Regions from separate parts of the Mus musculus genome. Here region 2 is linked to region 1. The links are chromatin contacts, called in public Hi-C maps. All regions are on one chromosome and are shown on one strand. Each heading gives the region's core, a stretch centred on a gene start, on an enhancer-like site or on the middle of the called end of the contact. The rest is flanking DNA. Distances are from core to core; before and after follow the strand shown.

What was found. A called contact is a pair of places that touch in the nucleus more often than the background predicts.
Region 2: a Hi-C map of uterus shows a contact between it and region 1, with 2.3 times the contacts expected there. The contact joins two enhancer-like sites. A contact is called at or near these places in 2 of 484 Hi-C or Micro-C datasets (both in uterus) and 1 of 9 other capture datasets (adipose tissue).

The regions. Positions count from the first base shown.
Region 1 is chr15:35,873,268-35,879,145 of GRCm38.p6, forward strand. It overlaps Vps13b (vacuolar protein sorting 13B), which reads left to right. Exons shown (of 62, transcript NM_177151.4): 45 at 2,295-2,558; 46 at 3,113-3,196; 47 at 3,375-3,550; 48 at 4,230-4,400; 49 at 5,376-5,577. All of the region lies in intron 2 of Gm41292 (a long non-coding RNA gene), which reads right to left. Among named protein-coding and RNA genes, the nearest start is that of Gm41292, 11 kb to the right of the region's middle. Within about 2 kb of position 3,219, at least 4 of the 459 cell types and tissues checked have an H3K27ac peak or open chromatin away from gene starts, as enhancers often do. A contact at or near this core is called in uterus, where this site is marked.
Region 2 is chr15:36,063,048-36,068,560 of GRCm38.p6, forward strand. All of the region lies in intron 14 of Rgs22 (regulator of G-protein signalling 22), which reads right to left. Among named protein-coding and RNA genes, the nearest start is that of Rgs22, 75 kb to the right of the region's middle. Within about 2 kb of position 3,799, at least 26 of the 459 cell types and tissues checked have an H3K27ac peak or open chromatin away from gene starts, as enhancers often do. A contact at or near this core is called in uterus, where this site is marked.

The DNA.
Region 1 (5,878 bases), core at 1,969-4,468:
ATAATTGTTTAAGAATAAAATGCCAAACCCTTGTACTAAAAAATGCAATGTACTACAAACAGAGGCCATTTAAGATGTGGCGTCTCATTCTAGGGGCTTGTTCTGAACACATAATAATTCATCATCACATATAGTTATTCATGACTCAGGAGTTAAGGTCTTCCTGAGGATCTTGTTTTGGTTCCCAGGGCCCACACCAAGTGGCTCACAACCACCTGTCAATCAAGCTCCAGGCGATCCACACCTTTATGGCCCCCACCTTCATACATAGCAGATACATGGACACACTACATGCTCACAAATAAAAATCTGACTTCCTAGTCTCAAGATGGCTACATAACCTCTGCATATTCTCTTACAAGACTTCATGACAGATGCAGGGGGACTTTGTAAATCCTGTATTATCTCCCTGACCATTGCAGAAGGAAATCCTCATATTAAAAGCAAAACTCCATGTTTACCCTAAGCTTTGGCACAGGAGAAGGGAATCACCGTTTAGCACCTGCAGGGCAGGTATCTGGGTACCTTTGATACTTAAACCAACTCAAAGTGTTTTACAGCAAGGGAAAAAGACAGTCTTTGAAATGAGAAAGGAAATAATGGTGCTTGGCAAGTTTGTGTTCCTCTTTCCTGTAAAATCTAAATTGATGAGTATGAGTAGGTGTTAGGTTTTTAGGATGCAAGCTTATTGGGGCTGTCTTCAGTATAGACTATGGGACAGACCTGCAAGCTAATCAATGTCAACATACTTGTGTTTTCGTCTTGTTAAGGAGAATCACAGCAGCACCTAACTGAGTTAGGGTTCTCTATCAAAACAGAGCCAATTAATAATATGAAAGAATCGATTGTTAAGTTATTCAGTTGACTGACTGATTATAAATCAGTTCCCATTACAGAAGTCCCAGACTCTGCAGTCAGCAAGTTCAAGTGTCAATGTTCAGTTCTAGTCTGACCCTGAATCCTCAGAACTGGCAGAGCTACCCAAAACTAGCAACTATTTCCATTTGAAAGAGATGGCTAGGATCAGTGTCCCTGTTCAGGCAGCAAAATGTATGCCCTCAGACTTAGCACTATTCACATTGAAGGAGGGACAGTCTGTTCTACTCAGTGTGCCTGTTCACATGATAATGTCATTTAGAAATGTCCAGGATAAATACCATTTGACTAAATGCCTAAGCAGTCCAATATCCAGTCAAATTGATACATTAAAATTGATTATCATACACTTAGGCCCATAATAATAATATATGTGTTATTGATATTATTTTATAATCTGAAAAATAGCACAAATAAGTTATAAAGCTTATAAAAGTATTACATTAGAGACTGGGGTAGTAGTTCGGTAATAGTGCACTAGCCTGGGATGTGTAAAGCCCAGGGTTCAATCTTTAATTCTATTTAAAAAAAACCTGTTTTCCTTAGTCATGGTGAATATTCATATTACAGAAGGGTTTGCTTTCTAAAATATTAACTGTGTAAGAATAAATTTTGCAATATCTTTCCAATTTCAGTCAACTCAAAAATATTTCTTACTACCTTCTATGGTTTATAGTCTTAGCTGGTTGCAAAATTAGATAATCCATGGGTTTAAAGGAAACTTCTATGTGTTTATTTTTAAAGTTGTATAGTTCTACAATGTAGAAAAGCAAAATATAATATAATTCTGTATTTCAATCAAAGCTCATTTGTATTAGTTTCCACCAAGATCTCTTAGCAGATAAGAGAGCTGTTGGAGAGCAGCCTCAGGGAGCACATGATGTCAGCTCCTCTCACATTACAGAGTGACTGGCCTGCTTCTCATCCCATGCGTGGCAGCTTCTGTAGCCGTTGTCAGCACTGACCACCACCATCTCCTGGTCAGTCACCTCTCAAGACATGAGCAAAGTTCTTCCTACAGGACCCACTTTCTGCCCCTTCTCCAGCCTTTTGCTTCTCACTGAGTGTACTTAAGGTGATTGGCAGGCTTGCGCCTCCCTCTACCCTGTCTGCCAGGTGAGCTACGCACTGACCTGCTTCCACAGTTTTTATTGCACACATCTTTAGCTCAAGCACCTCACCATTTCCAGCTGCTCACTGGTTCCCAGCCTATGTGTCCCCTCTTTAAATATCATCAACTGTATATGATCAGAACAAAATTCATTTTTTTTCTTTAAAGACTCCTTACTTTCGCTGTCATACTAAACTGATGACTTCATCTGTAATGAACATCAGCATTATCTCCCAAAAGAATACATATTTCTGGTTAATGACATCCAAATTGATGAACCTTTTGTATATTATGTATCATCTTTTAGATTATCATCTGCGGAAGACAGATCATCTGTAGCTATTTGTCTCAGAGTATAGAACTGAAAGTTGTCCAGCATTACATTGGTCAAGATGGACAAGCTGTAGTTCGAGAACACTTTGATTGCCTCACAGCCAAACAGAAGTTGCCTTCGTACATATTAGAAAACAACGAACTGACAGAGCTGTGTGTGAAGGCTAAGGGAGACGAGGACTGGTCAAGAGATGTGTGTCTGGAACCCAAAGCCTCTGAGTATAGCACTGTCATCCAGGTATGAGAGTCCCTGATATCTGGAAAAGAGTGACTTTAAACACAGAAATGTTCTCATTGTGCATTTACTTTATGTAGCCCATACTTTGTAATAAAATCACAACTGGTTTATGCAGAAAGTGAAATCTAAGAAAGAAAACAAAACAACAACAACAAAAAAAAAAAAAAAAACTGGTCAGTGATTCCGGCAATGGCTCCCGTCTCTGGGCTTCCCAGAGGTGGGACTGGAATCTTGACCTCCCCACTTGAGCATCTTTGTGATGATTGATGGTTTTTAGTCTCTGTCTGAATCTTCACCACCTTCATCTTCGTCCATTTAAGAACTGGATCTCTTCATTCTTCCCCCATCTCACGTCACTATCCATGTGCAGACTTCTTCACCTTTGCAGAAAGGAGTCCCTTTTCATTTTAAGTCTGGTTTTACTTCCTTAGTATTCCTAGTGGCTTTTTCCTGTAACTGTAACTTCTTTCATCATCTAAACTGATACTCCGTATATTTTGCTTAATTATCAGGCTGTTTTGGATCTTACAGGGCCTTTCCTATCTCGTGTGCAGGTGCCTACTTCAAACAGTTCCATTATTTATGTGTGGTGCACAGTTTTGACTTTGGAACCCAACTCTCAAGTTCAGCAGCGAATGGTGAGTGCTTTCCCAATCCTGAGGCATGGTGTCCAACACTGACCTTTCCTGTTCTCAAATGAATAAGGTCACAGTGACCCAGGGAGGAGATTTATTACACGTATGTTTCAGCATCAAACAGCTGGAATACTGCAACAAAGCAAATATGAAAGTTGTTTCTGTCCTTTTATTTTTATAGATCGTGTTCAGCCCTCTCTTTATCATGAGAAGTCATCTTCCAGACCCCATTATTATACATTTGGAAAAAAGAAGTCTGGGTCTGAGTGAAACACAGATTATTCCAGGAAGAGGGCAGGAAAATCCACTGCAAAATGTCGAACCTGACCTTGTACATCACCTGACATTTCAAGCACGGTATGAGCAAAGCGGATTTTCCCAAGAAGTAAAGTAGCCTCAAGCTGTTCTGGTTACATGGTGCAGCCTTACTTACATTCTGACCTGAGAAAAATGTTAAGTAAGGCTCTACATAGAATCTGGCCGTTTTCATTAAGCTTATAAATAACCAAGTAGAATCATAAAATGTAATTTATTTTAGATTTTATTGACACCTTCCTGCAGAGAAGAGATGACTAGAGATCTCACCCAAGCATGGGTATGTGGGAAGAAGAGCCAGGACACAGGCCATCTAAAAATTGTGTCATAAATCTCCAACTCACTGAAGGGAGAGAGGGAGGGAAGGAGGAAGAAAGAGGAAAGAGGAGGGAGAATACCCCACAGAACAGTGTGAATCTAACTACATTTCTAGGTTTTGTTTTTTGGTTTTTTTTTTTTTTTTTTTTTTTTTTGGTAAATTATAAATTACTTAAGCGGGCTGGAGAGATGGCTCAGTGGTTTAGAGCACTGACTGCTCTTCCAGAGGTCCTGAGTTCAAATCCCAGCAATCACATGGTGACTCACAACCATCTGTAATGCGATCCGATGCCCTCTTCTGGTGTGTCTGAAGACAGCAACAGCAACAGTGTACTACTTATATATAATAAATAAATAAATCACTCTTAAAAATCTGTTACTGTTTTCTCTTTTCACTTCCTAGGGAAGAATATGACCCTTCCGATTGTGCGGTTCCCATATCAACAGCCCTCATTAAGCAAATAGCCACTAAGATACAGCCTGGAGGCACAGTTAATGAGATGCTTGATGAGTTCTATGGGCCAGAAAAGTCCCAGGAGCCCACTTGGCCTTACAGTAACAAAGATTCTGACAGGTGACATTCTTCATTCGTTTTCTATATGTACTTCTAAACATTAAGAAGCCTCCCAGAGCTCTGTCTCTAGCTGCATATGTAGCAGAGGATGGCCTAGTCAGCCATCAATGGGAGGAGAAGCCCTTGGTCTTGCAAAGATTATATGCCCCAGTACAGGGGAATGCCAGGGCCAGGAGATGGGAGTGGATGGGTTGGGGAGCAGGGCAGGGAGAGGGTATAGGGGGCTTTGGGGATAGCATTTGAAATGTAAATAAAGAAAATATCTAATAAAAAATACTAAAAAAAAAAAAGAAAAAGAAAGAGAGAAAGAAAGAAAAGAAAAAAGAAAAACACCATTCCCAAGCTACTAGCTTGCTATTGAGACTTTTTATTGCTGGCAAGATCCCCGAGTACCATACCTTGCAGGAGAAAAGACTTTGTCTCACAGTTCCTGAGCTTTTAGTCCATTATGGGAGGGAAGGCAGAGCAGAGGAGCCCCTGCCATGGCAGCCAGAGGACAGAAGGAGAATGTTTTTGCTCCTAGCTTTTTCTGTCTTATTTTTATTTCCTCTCAGCCCCAACCTATTGGATGGTACTGCTCACATTCAGAATTAATCCTCTCTTGAAACATCTTCATCACTGTGCCCAGAGGAATCTGCTATGTAGTTCTCAGTCCAGTCAACTTTATAGTTTGATTAACCCTTATGCTAGAGAGAGTAAATGCCATGGAGCAGAGCCTTTGAATGCATCGGATTCTGATGTCATCTAGTTTGGTTTAGCCTAATGGATGCTTTTACTCAAAGAGGAAAGCATCATTACGTGAAAAGCTGCTTTCTCCTGCTTGCAAGTGCAACCCTGGGTGAGGCTGCTGTGCGCTGCTGTCCTGCACAGTGGCTTCCTGTGGGAGCATTGTGTGTCTGGAATGCTCAGACATACTGTATAAATCCTGAACTCATCATAGTTCACTGAGTCACTTGAATGTGTTCTTTGGACCAGGAATGAGCAGCTGAGTCAGTGGGATAGCCCAATGCGAGTCAAACTGTCAATCTGGAAACCATATGTTAGAACCCTGTTGATAGAACTGCTACCCTGGGCCCTGCTTATCAATCAGTCCAAGTGGGATCTCTGGCTGTTTGAAGGAGAGAAGATTGTTCTACAAGTTCCTGCTGGCAAAATTATTATTCCTCCTAATTTTCAGGTAAAATAACTTAAAACTAGCATATTCTTTTCTCTCAATAACTAGATTATATTCTGAGGTTACACGTACATCTTAACAGGATGAATTCCTTATGGAAAACTGACCTGGTAGGTGCATACATAAAGGGTATGGAATGTTCTTTGATACTTAAACATTTTTCAGATGTGCTTTTCCTCATCAGCAGTACTCCTGGCTAAATCACCACTGCATCTGATGACACATACTCCTTACATTCCCATTGTGTACAAGGGATCTGACAAGCATAGCAGCTGCATTAAACACTAATCCACCACCCTGCCGG
Region 2 (5,513 bases), core at 2,549-5,048, 190 kb after region 1:
AAAACAAGGTAAAGAGCAAAGAAACAGTGACATCCCATAGCTGGGCTAGTTGGATTTTTCTTTCTACCAAATACTAGCTGATGACTCTGTGGAGTGAGATTCCAGTTCTAGGCGTGTACACGGATGAAGTGTGGAGCAAAGCATTCTCGTGTGCTCAAGGCAAGCAGTGCTGGGGAGGAGCCTGAGGAGCTGCCGCCGCCTGGCAGATGTGTTTCAGCCTTAAAAGGCAGAGTCAAGAACACTAGCAAACCGGGCACCACACATGCTAAGTCCCTGTCCCCCACCCCCACCCCCCGCCCCCAGCTGTCCTTTGTGTTAGTGGATAGGTCTCACATGCTTCCTTCTGAGGTACTCTAGGCTTCGGTGTGTGTGTCTTAATAAGACTGCCTGCATTGCATGATGTTTGACTGTCACTGCCAGCTTGGGACTGAAGTGAGAGAGAGAGATAGAAAACTTTAAAACTGGAAGATATTTCCAAACCCACATGCCATGAGACTGTAACACCAGCTCACAGGACATCTGGCAGAGGAGATGGGCAGGCAGACATAGAGGACACTAGCATAGATTTTCCTTTGATGTTATCAACACAAAGAAATGATGGCTGTGCAGAATGATGGGCATGCTAATTAGCCTGCCTTGCTCATTGCATTAGGGGTGCCCATATCAAATCCCAATATGCCCATAAACACGTAGTGTGCTGATTTAAAACCCAATAACCAGCAGATTGTCAACATCATTGGGCAAAGTAACACAGAGGTCAGGAGAGACCACTTACATTTCAGTGAGCAGTATCACCAAGAGGTCCTTTTTTTTAAAGCTCATAAGGTCAGCAGGAGGTAGTTTGACATGTGTCTTTCACAATCTTCTAGGAGTTTCCCAAGATGCCTAGCAAAGGAGTTACAGAAATAAAAGCCTGTCTGCAGTTGCCACCTCCTACAGCTACACTCCCCTGTGCTTGAGTGTCAGCAGATCCTGCCGGGCCCCAGACAGGAGGGGGCAGGGCACCTGTGGCCACGTCATGTAAAGAAAAAAGAAGGAAAATCTCTGGGGTACAAATGTATAAAGTCTGCTTGCCAAGTATCTTGTTGTTTTTAACATATTTATTTATGTATTTTCTTAAATATAGGAGTGCTCTGTCTGTATGCACACCTATGTGCTAGAAGAGGCCATCAGATCCCTTTAAAGATGATCACTATGTGGTTGCTGGGAATTGAACTCAGAACTGAGAGAGCAGCCAGTGTTCTTAACTGCTGAGCCATCTCACTGCTTTGATGTTTTTGGTTTTAATCAACTCCCTTTAAAGTTTATAGTAAGCAAACTATGGGGGACTTGCTAATCATGGAGCAAAGGTTAGGTACCATCTTTGAGAGGTACAAACAAGGGGCCACTAAACAGTTTCCAAAATGAAGGTGAAATTCTGAAGGTGGAGAGTCAGGGTTTCCAGCTCTAGTGTTAAGGGAACTTAAAATGGAGAGGATCGCTGGGCGTGGTGGCGCACGCCTTTAATCCCAGTACTTGGGAGGCAGAGGCAGGCGGATTTCGGAGTTCGAGGACAGCCTGGTCTACAGAGTGAGTTCCAGGACAGCCAGGGCTATACAGAGAAACCCTGTCTCGAAAACCCAAAAAAAAAAAAAAAAAAAAAAAAAAAGGATCAGGATGAGCCTTCTCTGTCCTCTCTCCCTCCATCAGGAGAATGGTATGCTGGCTTGGCCCAGCTCATGGGAGCAAAACAAAAACTTTTGGAAATTTTTGTGAATTATTAAATTTAGTCATTATCAAAAGTTAAATTATATAACCTTTTAATTATAGAAATTATATTAAAATTGAAGATAGTGAACACTTAAAACTCAGTGCTCCCAATAACTCTCACTACCATTCACAGCTGTGATGCCATTTGCCTGTGTACTATCTGGTGGAACCAGGGTATGGTGGTGTGCTGCTGTGCACGCCCGCCTGGTCATATCAGGAGCTGGAAACCACCTAAGCTGAGTTTTTACCCTCAGGCATGAGTGCAGGCTACCCTCCTGCCAGGACTGTTGGGTGCTAAGCATTCACTCACACAAAAGCACGATAGTTCTCTTTTTGTACCAGGACTAAAAGACAGAAAACAGGACTGGGGGTGAGCAGTAGATGACATCACCTAGTTCTAACACTTTCTGGGGGTAAAGCCACATAGCTAGAATACACCACATCCCACCATCACATGCCAATTTATAACACGTTCCTTACAGACTGTTTAATTTATCCCCAGTTTTGAAAATGTGGACCATAATACAGTTCCTCTTAGTACTTTGATCGGAGTAAAGCCATCCGGAGAAGAATCCGGAGAAGAGCTAATAAGAGCGTCTTTACATTGGTCTCTTCTCATTCTGAACAGTGCCCAGACAAGGGCAGAGTTAAACTTCAAACGCTGACTTTACTTCAGCCTGGTAGATGAGTCAGAAGAGGTAAGGATGCAGCAAGAGAGAACTTGTCCATTTGTCCTCCTGAGAATGTATAAAAAGGAAGCAGCAAAGCATGAAGAGAAATAAAATTCATATTGTTGGGTCTTAACTCAGAGCCTGTCCTGCCTCGGAACCAACTCTTCACAGATCACCTTCAGCACAGCAAGTGGCTGTGTGCTCAGCTGTGACAGCTGAACAATGGCTGAGCTTGAGGGCCAGTGGCAGAGGAACACAGGAACCTCTCAACTGTGCTCAGTCACTCTCTGCTCTTGGAATTTATATAGAACACTGGGATCAAACTGTTCCCCAAAGCTAAAGGCAAAGGGAGCTCTTGGAGTGTTTATAACACAGATATGAATACCTCAATACCAGGCACTTTCAGAGATCATAAAATTTGGCAAAAAGAGAAGTGTGTTTTTACAACCACTCACAGCTCTAGCAGGCTCAGAACCTTGTGACCTGAGTTCATATGAGGCAGAGAAAGAAAACACCAAGCAACCCAACCTTTTTATTCTGCAAAAGGAGGAAAAAATGATGGTTTTAATGACTTCTCACATCCCAATAGGAGCTCAAAAACATTACTGAGAGCAGCGCCAGACAACGAATTACAGAGGAAGCTTTGCACAGATGGACTCGAGTGTGAAGAACCTTGCACTATTCAGCTAGGAATCCCGAAGACTGGGATCTAGGAATTGCAACTGCACCCAGGCTGAGATCAGCATGAGGTGGGATTGCCAAAAGACAGACAATGTGAAGACAATCAGCCGCTGGTTCCTGGCCTCGACTCAGCCCTGATTAATGAGAACTCGGAGCAAAAAAAAAAAAAAAAAAACCTCCAGAGAATGCTAATCCAGTAACAGAGGAATACTTGCTCAAATTTGTTTTGAAAAAATGAAAAATCAGAGGAAGAAATCAGAACATGCTTAAAAAAAAAAAAAGCCAGAAACAAACCATAAACTCAAGGGAAAAAATTAATTGGGAGTTTCAAGACTGACTTCAGCCATTGCTTAAGACATTTTGAGCAAAACCAATTAATCAAGTATACCGTGGAGTAAATAGACAAAGAGCTTAAAAAAATCCTATCAAACAGTCAAAAGCAATCTAAATTGCCCACGGATTTTATCATCTAATATTTTATTTAAAAAATTTAACAAAATCAGCATTTATTTAAATGAAATATTTAACCTCTGAAAATAAAGAAATCAGTGAACAACAATTCAACAGGAACAAGATTCTAGTTACTCTTTTGGTTTAAAAGTCAAGACTTGTCTCACTAGGATGCAGCCACATCTTAGTAAAGCTGGCCTCCAAGTGGCTCTGATGAGAACGACAGTCATCAGGCCAGCTGGTGTTGCAACAAAAGGCACCATTAGCCCTGTCACTGTCACTGCATGAAAGGCAAGCATGCAGACAGCAGGTCACCTGCCTGCCACTGAAGAGCACAAGCAAAGAGCACAAGTTAGCTCTTTACCCTACAAATATTCTCTCCAGTAAATACGTCAGGCTGAGTAAGGACCGGCCATCTCAGGCTGGTGAGCTGGGAACAGTCAAGGTCTGCTTCCGTGACTTCCGTTATTTGAGTGAGGTAAGAAGAGGGGAGGAGATTTCACTATTGTTCCTGAGGAACATACTAAAATCAGACTTGGAGTATAAACTCCAAGTCATCGTGTCTGGAAAGCCAGGCTGGGGGTGATTGGTAAGATGGGTCTAAGGAGTCAGTAAGCCGCTTCACAGCCAAACAGAAGAGTTGTCAGTGACCACTGTAGAAGAATACTGTAACTGTGACTACACATTCAGCATGTTACTGAGAATCCAAGCATTGCCAGTGGGTCACCTCATTCATTAACACAAGCCACTTCCAGTCCTGAATATACATGAGCACAAGGATTATCCACACAGACTCACAGGTCTGAAGGGGAAAGGTCCAGGGTGACAATTAACCTGTAATGCTCACAAGGATATTTCAAAATATTAAAGTGAAAGATTAAGCAAGGTAATAGACACATGTGAAGGGAAATTGGTAATAAAATGGCAGCTCGCAGTTCAGGTCTAGAGTTGTAGCACTCAATTCTAATTCCAAGGACGGCTAGAAAATGCCCATGGGAAAGTGTTTTCTAAACTACAGGATTGGGGTGGGAGGGGGTAACAAAAATACCTCCCTCTCAGGTTTATTAAGAATTAGACCAGCTCCTTAATCAGGGAAATGCAAATCAAAACAGCCCTGAGATTCCACCTCACACCAGTCAGAATGGCTAAGATCAAAAATTCAGGTGACAGAAGATGCTGTCGAGCATGTGGAGAAAATCGAACACTCCTCCATTGCTGGTGGGATTGCAAGCTGGTACAACCACTCTGGAAATCAGTCTGGCGGTTCCTCAGAAAATTGGACATAGTACTACCGGAGGATCCAGCAATACCTCTCCTGGGCATATACCCAGAAGGTGTTCTAACTGGTAATAAGGACACATGCTCCACTATGTTCATAGCAGCCTTGTTTATAATAGCCAGAAGCTGGAAAGGACCCAGATGTCCCTCAACATAGGAATGGATACAAAAAATGTGATACATTTACACAATGGAGTACTACTCAGCTATTAAAAACAATGAATTTATGAAATTCTAAGGCAAATGGATGTATCTGGAGGATATTATCCTGAGTGAGGTAACTCAATCACAAAAGAAGTCATTAAATATGTACTCACTGATAAGTGGATATTAATTAGTCTAGAAACCTAGAATACCCAAGATACAATTTGCAAAACACATGAAACTCAAGAAGAAGGAAGACCAAAGTGTGGATACTTCATCCCTCCTTAGAATGGGGAACAAAATACCCCATTTTACTACAGAGACAAAGTTCAGAACTGAAACGGAAGGAAGGACCATTCAGAGACTGCCCCACCCGGGGACCCATCCTATAAACAATCACCAAACCCAGACACTATTGCATATGCCAGCAAGATTTTGCTGACATGACCCTGATATAGCTGTCTCTTGTGAGACTATGCCAGTGCCTGGCAAATACAAAAGTAGATGCTCACAGTCATCTATTGGATGGAACACAGAGCC